2 separate regions of the Mus musculus genome follow, and region 1 is linked to region 2. The links are chromatin contacts, called in public Hi-C maps. All regions are on one chromosome and are shown on one strand. Each heading gives the region's core, a stretch centred on a gene start, on an enhancer-like site or on the middle of the called end of the contact. The rest is flanking DNA. Distances are from core to core; before and after follow the strand shown.

What was found. Hi-C and Micro-C count contacts between places; a contact is called where the count stands out from the background.
Region 1: a contact with region 2 is called in a Hi-C map of uterus, with 4 times the contacts expected there. The contact joins the enhancer-like site here to the promoter of Fyb2 in region 2. A contact is called at or near these places in 3 of 39 promoter capture datasets (liver and trophoblast stem cells), 9 of 484 Hi-C or Micro-C datasets (cerebral cortex, cumulus cells, liver and 2 more), 4 of 115 datasets of contacts at active chromatin or transcription factors (bone marrow-derived dendritic cells, embryonic stem cells, intestinal villus epithelium and 1 more) and 1 of 9 other capture datasets (pancreatic islet).

The regions. Positions count from the first base shown.
Region 1 is chr4:104,949,262-104,954,566 of GRCm38.p6, forward strand. Fyb2 (FYN binding protein 2) reads left to right here. Exons shown (of 20, transcript NM_001162980.2): 4 at 1,592-1,625. Among named protein-coding and RNA genes, the nearest start is that of Fyb2, 38 kb to the left of the region's middle. Within about 2 kb of position 2,595, at least 6 of the 459 cell types and tissues checked have an H3K27ac peak or open chromatin away from gene starts, as enhancers often do. A contact at or near this core is called in uterus, where this site is marked.
Region 2 is chr4:104,910,042-104,915,302 of GRCm38.p6, forward strand. Fyb2 (FYN binding protein 2) reads left to right here and starts at 3,520. Exons shown (of 20, transcript NM_001162980.2): 1 at 3,520-3,649. The coding sequence starts at 3,641.

The DNA of each region.
Region 1 (5,305 bases), core at 1,345-3,844, 38 kb after region 2:
ATGTCAAGCATCCTTGGAAGCCATTTTTCTGTGTTCTAATGTCTCTTCCTCTGCTATTTAAAGGAACAGCTCTGTTCCTTTCCAGTCATACCCCAGTGTCATCATCCTGATGTCTTAAACATCTTTTCTTGCTCCTCCAATGAGCAAGAGAGGAATGTACACTTCGAGGCTCTGTGTAGTGGGTGATGTGCTAATGTTTGTTTTACCACGCTGTCAGTACCAGCAGATGGTGTGGTAGCAGAGCTAATACAGGCTTTGATTGTTCTTTTGTCTGCTTTGGGCAACCTCATAGTTGAATTTCCCTAACTCAGATGTAGAACGAATCTTTACATAATGTATGGAAGAATCACCTATCAATAAAAAAGCCTCTGGCCAATGAGCTGAGGCAGGAAATAGGAGGTAGGAATTCTGATAGGGAGAGGTGGGTGGGATTTTGAGAACTAGTCAGACTCAGGAGATTTACACCAGAATGCTCCTGGCGACAGCGGCATGAACCTGAGAAGAAACTAGCCCTGTGGCACACAGAATAGAAAAGTGGGTAATTACGTTATGAGCTAGTTGGGGAGCAGACCTGAGCTTTTGGCCTAAGCATTTATTCATATATAATTCAGTCTCAGAGTCATCATTTCTGGAAACAAAGAGATCATGTGGAAAACACAAGGTTACAGATGGCTTTAACTACACTCGGTGGCTCTCATAATGAAGCCAGCGACAGAATCATCTGAGTTTAGAAAACTAGAGCTTTCCATCCTGAGGGAGATTGAACACTTTCCTTTTGAGCAGGTAGTGGCATGCTGGCCCAGGGAACCACATGCGCATTGAGGACCTGCACTACAGGTCACCATCAGCTTCACCTTTCAAGAAAGGACACATGCAGAGACAGAGCTTTCCATAAGTGTGTACTGGAAATGTGGCAGCTCCTCACCAGAGAAGACGAAGTGTGATTCCCCACCCCACCCTGCCTTGTTGTTGTTTTGTGAGACAGGATTTCTCTGTTTAGCCCAGGCTGTCTCTGAACTCTGATATCTGCTTCTTGTGTCCTGGGATTAAAGATGTCTGCCACCATGCCTGGCTATGATTTTATACTTATTAAAGAACGCAGGCTTCAGACTATTGCCACAAAAGGGAAGGTGACTGTCTAGAACAAAACACTACATCTCTTATAATAAAACAGGCTTTGTGGCTCTCAGCTCCATCCCAGCAGCTGTTTCAGGTTGAGGAGGGTAGTCAGTGAGCCTCATTTCCTATCCTGTGAAGCTGGGACTATGGAACCTCTAATCTTGTGAAACTGTTGTGAGAAAGTATCTTGACTATGCTTGGCACACTGCACATGCTCAGTGTATCTGAGTGTCATTGAGAACACATGGTAAGTCGTTCTCTCTGCCAGTCCATGTGGTAAAAACAAGTAATTAAGAGATTAAGGGTTACTGCTCTTAATAGAGGTCAAAGTGCCCATGAATAACACCAGAATACAGAGGGATGAGCTGCTGTTTAGAGATAGCCAGTCCTTTGGGTACCAGGGTGGGAGCATCATTCACTTTAACCAGACTGCTACCAACACCTGCTTTCTCTCTGCCTCTTGCTCTTGCAGAGACTATGAAGGAGGGTCCCCTGTCTCCAGATAGGTGAGTACCTGTTCCTCTCCTATGGAAGAGTGCAGCCCACGGGGGTGTGTGTGTGTGGGGGGTTACTTGTGGGCCTTCTCAAGCACAGGCAAGTCACTCAAAACCAGTGTGCATATCCCCCAGAAAGGCTGCAGAAAGAACAGACTTACAAAGCAAATAGGAACTTCCTGGTTTCAAATAAATAAAGTAAGATGCATTCAACTTCTATACTAATGTTAAGTTGCAAACATTATCCTCTGAAGTACTTGGTACTTCTTCATTGTACAAGTGGATTTAGTACATTAAAACATTGGCCTTCCTAGCTATAAATCAAATAAGAGGCTCAAGAGTGCTTTGGGCAGCTCTGGTATTAGGCATTGGAAATGGGATAAAAGATGTTCTGTTTCTGGTGCCCCCCCTCCTGAGAATTTCACTATGGAGGGGTCAGGTCATTAATTCACTTAGCCAAAAAAATATATCTCAGAAGTGGCGTGGCCTGGCCTGGGCTGCCTAGTTTGTGTGTTTGCTCTTTCGCTTGGGAACTGCAAAGTTGCTTCTTTGGCACTCATTTTATGGCCCCAGATGGCCAGCTTTAGAAATGTCCTACTCTCCAGGGTCATGACTCCTGTCCCAATGTGTTCAAACCATTTTGACTAAGCCTCACTCCCTCCGAGAGATGTTCTTGGCAAGGACAGTCTTAGGAGGAGAAGCAAGCAAACAAACACTAGCCTACTTCCATTCATCCATCAGATGTTCACAGTGCTATAGCACGCTGTCTGTAATAGAGGAAGCATATGGGCCAGAGGTTGCATGGGTGAGAGAGCAGCCCCTTTTTCCTCAGTGGGGTCCAGGAAATCTTTAGAGAAGTACTCCTCCATTGCAACATTAGTAATCTTTAGAAAAGGAGTTTTGTACCACAAGTCCTCTGGGACAGGCATTATGGCTCCAGACTAGCTCATGTGTTTACAGACCATTAGTGATGCTGGCTGGACTTGTTCAATGTCTGCAGCTCTGGAAGTGGACTGATGGAGAATTGTTTCCAGGAATGAGTACTTAGACTTAGCATTGACTGGCATCATAAGACAGAAATGTTCTCCTCTTGGTGGCAGCAGACAAGCAAGACAGTGGTGTGAGCACTCATGTTTTCCCAGCCTTTACCAGGTCTCTTTCACTGAGGATAAATTTCTCAAAGCACATCACTGGCCAAGTCCAGAGTCAGAGTGGGGGAGCACTGAAGACTCACATGCCAAAGGATGAGGATTGGAGGGAGGGTGGTAATAGAGATGTTGGTCCAATCAACCCATCAGAGACGAGGGCACACTTAAGTCGAGTGTTGAGGATGAATGTTTGTTTGCTCAATAGAATGATAGCAAAGAAATGCTACAGGAGGAGACAGGATGTGTAACATAGTCTTGTTTGTGGAGCAAGAGAGTTGAATGAAATCAGAATGTGGGCAGTATAAAAATGGGACTGTAGAGCAGATAGGAGCATTGTGAACCATGTTGTATACCCAGAGGTTGTGGAGGTGGCCCTGTTCAACCAGGTTCTGCCTGGGTTGTGCTAGACATAATTCATGTGCTCTGGAAATTCCTAGTTGAATGTCCATTGGAGAGTTGAGCGTCAGATGGGCCAGTGCAGCTGCATTCTACATACAACTATGTGAAAGTGACAATGGCATAGATGGCTCTAGCCATGGTGATCACAGGCCCAGAGTGACAGCTGAGGTGTCAGTGACCCTCTGCAGTGCTCAGAGTCAGCCTGATCTCATGGCTATCATTCTGGAAACATCTCAGGATGCATGTAATGTTACTGGGCATATTGGCACTAAATGAAGATTTCTCTGGCGTTTTAACCATAGCAACAGCAAGTCATTTCACACTGAGAGCTGTGAGGGGTCTATTGGGAGACTGTTTCCTGTATGGCACTATCTTCCTATAGGATTTTCTGAGGCAATTTTAACTATTCTGCCCCATTATGCTGGCTTTAGAACACAGCTCCCATCTGAACTGGGGTTTTGTTATATGTGAATTATGATACAGGTACATATGATAAGAATGAAAGGCAAAGCAGATTAAAAAGGGCCACGTGACTCAGGTGGCTTCATGGAAGAGGAACTAATTTGTGGAATAGCCTACACAATAAGCGGGGCGGGGGTGTGTGTCTACCTTTCATTCTCTTTCATGATACTGTAAGATAGATGGAGATATAGCAGAGTGTTCCTCCAGAGTAACCATGCCCAGGACATATTGACAGATGGCTGGCTGGATGAACAGTCAAGATGGAAGTACAATTAGGTGTGGTAGCATGTGCTTGCAATCCAAACACTAAGAAGGCTGAGGCAGGAGAAGTGACACACGTTCAGGGACAGCCTGGGCTACATAGTGAGACCCTGTCTCAAAAAAATGGGGGGAAAAAACTAACAAAAAAGAAAGCCAAAATGGAAAAAAAAATATGTTGAATATAGGCAGTAATAAAGAGGAATAAACAGACAAAAGAATCCTGATATAGAAGAATAATTAATTAATATGTTCAGATTATAAAATATAATCAGCCATCTGTACCTCTGGGTTCTGATCTATAGATTTAAATAAACCTTAGGTGAAAAAATTGAAAAAAAATTCTGTCTGCTGAGCATCTAAAGACATTTCTTGTCCCCATTCTCTGAGCATATGGTCCAATAGTTATTTGCACAGCACTGGAGTCACACTAGGCATGCTAATAAGTGAGAGGTGAGGTAAGTGCGTGGGAGGGGTGTATAGGTTCTGTGTACATATTAAGCATTTTATAAAGCAATGTGGGCATCTGCAGCCTTTCTTGTTTGCATGGATACTAGAAGCAATTTTCTATAGATACTAAAGGGCAGGCAACTGTATATTAAATACCATGCTAAGAAGTTTGGACTTTGTCTTGTCAATGACAAGTCAGATGTCGCTTGAACATATAACTGTCATAATGCCCAAAAGCCTTAGATACAATTTCCATGGAAACTGGTGTTTGCTAGAGAATATCTCTCTTGTTCAAGTGCTAACCTTCAATACAGATATTAGATTTGGGCATAGATTTATCATAATGGGAAAAATACCTTGAAATTTTCTGGTATGGTCAGGCATGAAATTAATGAGAACCCAGGTTTTGAATCCCAGCACTACCACCCAATTTTTGGAATACAAAGTATGCCTTAACCTCAGAAAACCTGCTTTTGTCTATGTACAATGGTCAAATGAGATGAGGGTTGTGAAGTGTTTATTATGGTGTCTGGGACAGTAGCTTACATAACAAGCCCAAGGATAAGAATAATGCAGAGTCCTATTTTCCAAACATCGATCACTGGAGAGCTTAGTAGCTAGAATCCTCAGTACATGCTAGTTGTTGTTGTTGTTGCTGCTGTTAGATCAGATTTTAATTCATTTAACATGTATTTCTCCAGCACGTTTGGTACACTGAGCACTCTTCCAAATTACTCTGGGGGAAAATTGGCCTCCACACCCCAAGTTTCAACCATTTATATCATCTAAACTTGATTCTTCTGTATAGTAAACAGGAGATTTAATCCCCCTTCTCAGAACAGTGCTTAAAGCACAGAATGACAGTTTTCTCTAAGTAAAAACACTTCGTGACTTCAATCTTTATTGATGAAGGTTTTGTATTTTTGCTGTATTGGAGGGTGGGGAAAACACACTGTAATTATTTTGCTAAGAACC
Region 2 (5,261 bases), core at 2,270-4,769:
TTGCTAAATGTTGCCCTTAGGAGACTACTTAACTTGTGTGTGCCTCAGTTCTCAACTAGAGAGTAGGGCTTATAATAAAGATAATTAGGGAGCAGTCTGCAAGGTCTATGGTCCTGTTTTCTGCAGACAATAGTCTGAGACATTTGCAATCAGCCATTTCCTCGTCCCTGGTTAACTGGAACTCATGGGGCAATTTCTCCTGGCCCGGGGCCAGAGTACCAGGTACTTGGTCAGATCGCATCTTTCTTGACTGAATAGTGTTCATTCCTAAGGTACAGTGAGATCTAGTTTTACTCAGGTCAAAATTCAGACCTCACATCTCCAACTCTTCACAGTGACTGTATTTGCTAGCTTTCCCCCTCCCGTGTCAGCATGTGTGATTTGTCTTCTGGTGGAGCTGGGCACCCACTCACTGGGACCAGCTCAATCACAGGATGGGGCTTGTGAGCAATTTGAGATCACTGCGGTTGAGGGTGGAGGATGAAACAGTGCTACCCCATTCCCGTAGCTAGGCGTGACCTGTGCATTGCAACATTGATAACAGTGATTTGAGGTAAGAGGAGAGAGGACAAGAGGAATGGCATGTGGGGTCTTGCGAAGTGCTAAGAACCTTGCCAGAGTTCAGATGGCCGTTAGTCCTGAAGTTAACCTTGCTGGCCTTCACTTTAAAGACAAAGAACATCACAGAGGGACTTAGTGGGAACTGTATTTTCCATCTGCATCTTATGATAATTTTCAGGATGATACATGGTGCTAGGCGACTACTCTCCTACCTCTCTCTTTTGTCTGTTTACTTAGCAATGTTTTTATTACTTATAATATCTAATACAACATAATGATAGATAATTATTGAAGAAATAATGTCCCCAAAAGTCCATACACATTTAGTTCTGATGTAATCCTCCTGGCATCTCCATTTCCCCAACCCCTTTCCCACTGGATTTTTCTGCCTCTGTAATTTCCTCTTCCCCTATCATCCCTTTGGCCTCAGTTAAGTCATGATGTTTGTCATCAAGAGATAAATGAGCAAGCGACATGACGCTAGTTAAAGCACTTGCTTCTACAAAGGACCTGGGTTCGATTCCCAGCACCCACATGGTGGCTTTCAGTGGTCTGTAACTATAGTCCCAGAAGATAAAAAACAAACAAACAAACAAACAAACAACCCTCTTCTGGCTCTGCATGCACTTCAGACCTGTACTGCACATAAATACATGCAGACAAAATACACACAGAAGAGTTAATTAATTTAAAAATTATACAATATATTTTGTTATACTCTTTCCCCTTCTCCACTGTGCCCAGATCCTGCCATTTCCACTCACTCAACATCATATTCTTTCTCTCTCTTAACACAAAAATCAGCCTAGATGTCCATCAACAGATGAACTGGTAATGAAATGGGTTACACATGCAAGGTGGAATTGTATTCAGTTGTAAAGTAAAACCAAGTTATAAAATTCATAGGAAAACATAGAAGTAAGAAACATTATATTGGTAACCCAGGCTTAGAAATAAAACTACCTCTTCCTTGCCCACATGCAGATCCTAGCTTCTAAATGTTAACTACAGTTAGATCGTAGTAAGTATAGGAAAAGGCCAGGAAATTCAAAAGAGCCCAAGGGAAGGAGGAGGAGGCCAAGCCTACTGGCAATATAGTCCCCACGCCCAACAGCTAAATGAAGGTACCTCGTAAACACTAGGACTCACCACTCTAACTAGTTTAGGGCCAAACCAAAGGAAACCTCTAGGAGACCCTGAAGCCCTGCTTATCCTCGGCCATGTAGGCTGTCCTGACGCCACCAGGGGGAGCCCTTGTGTTGGGACCATGGGGATGTTGGAGGCCCAATGGCCCCTGGGGCGCAGAGCTGTGCTGAGCATAGGTCATAAAGGACCCTTGGCCTTGAGGAAAGACAGCAAAGGACTGTGAGCAGTGCTGGGCAAAGTGAAAATCGTGCAGTCGGTTACCTCTTAGGGGACAAGCAAGCAGTACTTCCTACCTACTCTCCTTCCCCTGCTCCTGTCAAGACAAGGGAATCTTATTATTTTAAGACTTTTTGTTTCCATTATAAATACTGTTTATTATGAATTTCTGTGTTCAATACACAAAATAAAATTTAAGTATTTAAGGTAATCATGGGATATATACAATTTATTCTGATTATTGCTAAAATCATGTTCACATTCAAGCCTTGAAGTCTGAGGAGCCAGTGTTTATACATGGAAGCATGCTGTCTAATGTGTATCTCACATAGGGTCTGACAGTGACTCTGGAGTGGACAAAGTACTGGTCCCATGTCTCGCCTACCCAACAGTGGGTGTTGTGTGGTAGTCAGCACACCTTCACTGTCCTCTCAGTGTTGCAGCGTCTCAGGGACGCCTCGATGGCCTACGGTTACCGACCTTTTTTAAGACTTTGAAAGCCAGGCATGGTGGTGCATGCCTTAAATCATAGCACTAGGGAGACACAGGCAAATAGATCTCTGTGAGTTTGAGGCCAACCTGGTCTACACAGTGATAGCCAGGATAGCCAGGGCTATAAACAGAGAAGACAACAATAATGATTTGGTTGGAGGCATTCCAAGTTATAATGTGAGTTTGAAGGCAGCTTGAGTAGGAGAACCTGCACCAAACAACAACCAAACAGACAAACAAACAAAAACATTTTTTTTTTTAGTCCATAAAAAGCAATGAAACTCAGCAGGCCGTATATAAATCAGAGCACCTGCCCACCTCCAATCCCCAGGACAGCTGAGAGATCTGCTGCCCCACCCCCACCCCCACCCCAAATCTAGGAACTGAAGTTTGGGTTTCCAGCCAGGATCAGCTCAGGCAGGAAACAGCAAAGAAATCAGAACCCGGAGTCATTGTCCATCAGAGCTCCTTTCCTTCAGCATCCTACCAGCATCACTCCGAGCTAGTTAAGGCCATCTCTCCAAGCTCCAGTTAGTGCCCTGCTAAAAGGAGGACAGCTGAACTTGATTCCAGGGCTACTTGTAAGAGCTAAAGGGATTCATGTCTTAAAACACCGCGACCATGCCTGTCTTTAAAAACAGGTGTAATTTATTTCAGCTTCCGCTCACCCCCCCCCCCCCCCCAATAAAAGCACCTGCCAGCTTAGCGACACTTAAGAGCTTTCTTTTCTAGGAGCCCTGAGCAGCTTTTGTGAAATTAAGTAGCCATCAGCAGGGGCGGAGTTGGGTGAGGGCGCTCACTAAAGGAGATCACGGTGTCCTGAGCTTTTTTTTTTTTTTTTTTCAGTCTAACTTTAGGGACAAGATGTACTCAGCTCTCAGAAACTCCCCCAGATGGGATGTGATGGGAGAGGACCCGACTCAGGCACAAAATGAAACCAGTGCAAAGGGAGTGATGGCAAGGAAGCCCGGGACCAGTGGCCTTCTGCCCACACACCGGCCCCTACCCCTATGCAGCAGGTCCGGCTGGCAGGATGGAGGCCCGCCCACCCGAGAGAGGGAGGAGCCACAGCCCAGGTGGAGCAGGTGAGGAGCCCCGGCTCCAGCTCCTCCGGGACAGGCGAAGTGACTGCAAGCTGGCTGGCGGAGGCGAGAGCATTGTTGGCCCCAGGATCCAACTCTGGGAAGCTGGCATTGTCTCCCAGTCGCTGCCTAGGAGGACCACAATGGAGGAGGTAAGGCACCCGCTCGCGTGTGGGCTGTAATCTTGCGAACTTTAGTTCCTTCCAAAGGAGGAAGCTCTAGGGAAAGAGCTGCCAGTGTGTCCTGGGCCGGGCCAAACATGTCAGGTGTCCCGCTATGAAACTGGCATGCTGGCCTTGCTCAGGCAGCCTGTGCCCTCTGTCTCTATAGAACCCGAGGAGCTCTCTCTAACTCAGGGCACAGTTCAAGTGCCTGTCACTTCATTGTTGACTTTCCTTCTCTGTCCGGCCTCTGCGGTGGCAGATGGGTGTCCAGGTTCAAGGACAGAGCATGACTCTGGGAAAAGGTAGCCTCGTAGTAAGTGATATGCCCTGTGGCATTTTTTACATCGCTGTTCCCTAAGAACTCTGTGGGCTGGGGCAAAAGTGCTAATGCCCTTGAGCCCTAGGGATCTATCTCACTTAAGTGAGACCGAAGGTGCATGAAAAAACAGAGCCCAGGCTTGCGGTAGCTCCAGAGGCTGGGGTGTTGAAAAGCTAAAGCCAGTCTGAGCCACACAGGGGGACACTGGAGGATTTTGGTTTTGACAAAAGCAACGCGAGGGTTTGAATGGCTTCGATCAGCTGGATGCTGTTAGCATAGTCAGAGATTTTGCCTGGCTAACCCCATCCCTTCTAGTCCTTGCCCTGCTGTTCTGTTAGTGACTTGCATTTCACAGATATATACAAGCATGTTGTGCCATGTCTCTATTACATATTTGGGAACAAAGTTATTTACTATTGAAATTGTGTTACTTCCCACCCAGATGTTTGGTTTACAGTCAGGATGGTGGATTCGCTCATCTGTGGCTGGCAAGGATTGCTCTGGAGTTTTAAAGGGGTGCTTGCATCTCTGGCAACACTGGTACCTCTGGTGGTTCACACCATTCAGTTAGTTGAGTTTTGGAAAGGGGGAGCCAAGAACCCCAGTTCCAGCCCATTTGTGGTGCTACCATGTTTAGAAACTACTTCCTTTAGTGGGGTGGGGGAAATTATTTTATTTAGAAAGGGTATGGATTTACAGCCCAGACTGGCCTCAACCTTTTAAATGCTTGAATTACAGGCAGGTGTCACCATGTCAACCTCTATTGGTCAACTTTTGGGACCTTCTTCCGAGTTGGCAACTTGCCAGGCTGAACTGATTCAGCCTGTGGATTCAGAAAAAAGAAAAGAAAAGAAAAGCATTTACATTCTGCCCTCTCTGGCTAGCCAGCATCCGAACTGCCCACCACCACTTCTGCTTATCAACCTGATGGGACAAAGACCTGGAGGTCATTGTCCCTGGGGTTTTTAGGTGAAGAAGCTGAAGGGCAGTACATTATTGCTACATGGTATGGCACCACCAGTCAGAACAGGGCTAGGGCCTAGGCTCAGGTTGGTGAATCATAGCTCCTGGGAGCCGGCTCTAAGCCAGGCAGCAGGAGCAAGAATTAATTACTCCAGCCGAACAGACAGGATGTACAAAAAGTACCAAAGGACGTATTTGCTTCCTAGTAACATTTTATAGAACAAGAAAAATCAGTGCACGTCTTCCTCTGCTCAGAAAGATGAGGGGGAAGGACCCAAAGAGAAATATGGGTAGTTTCTCATCTGGAGAGGATCCATC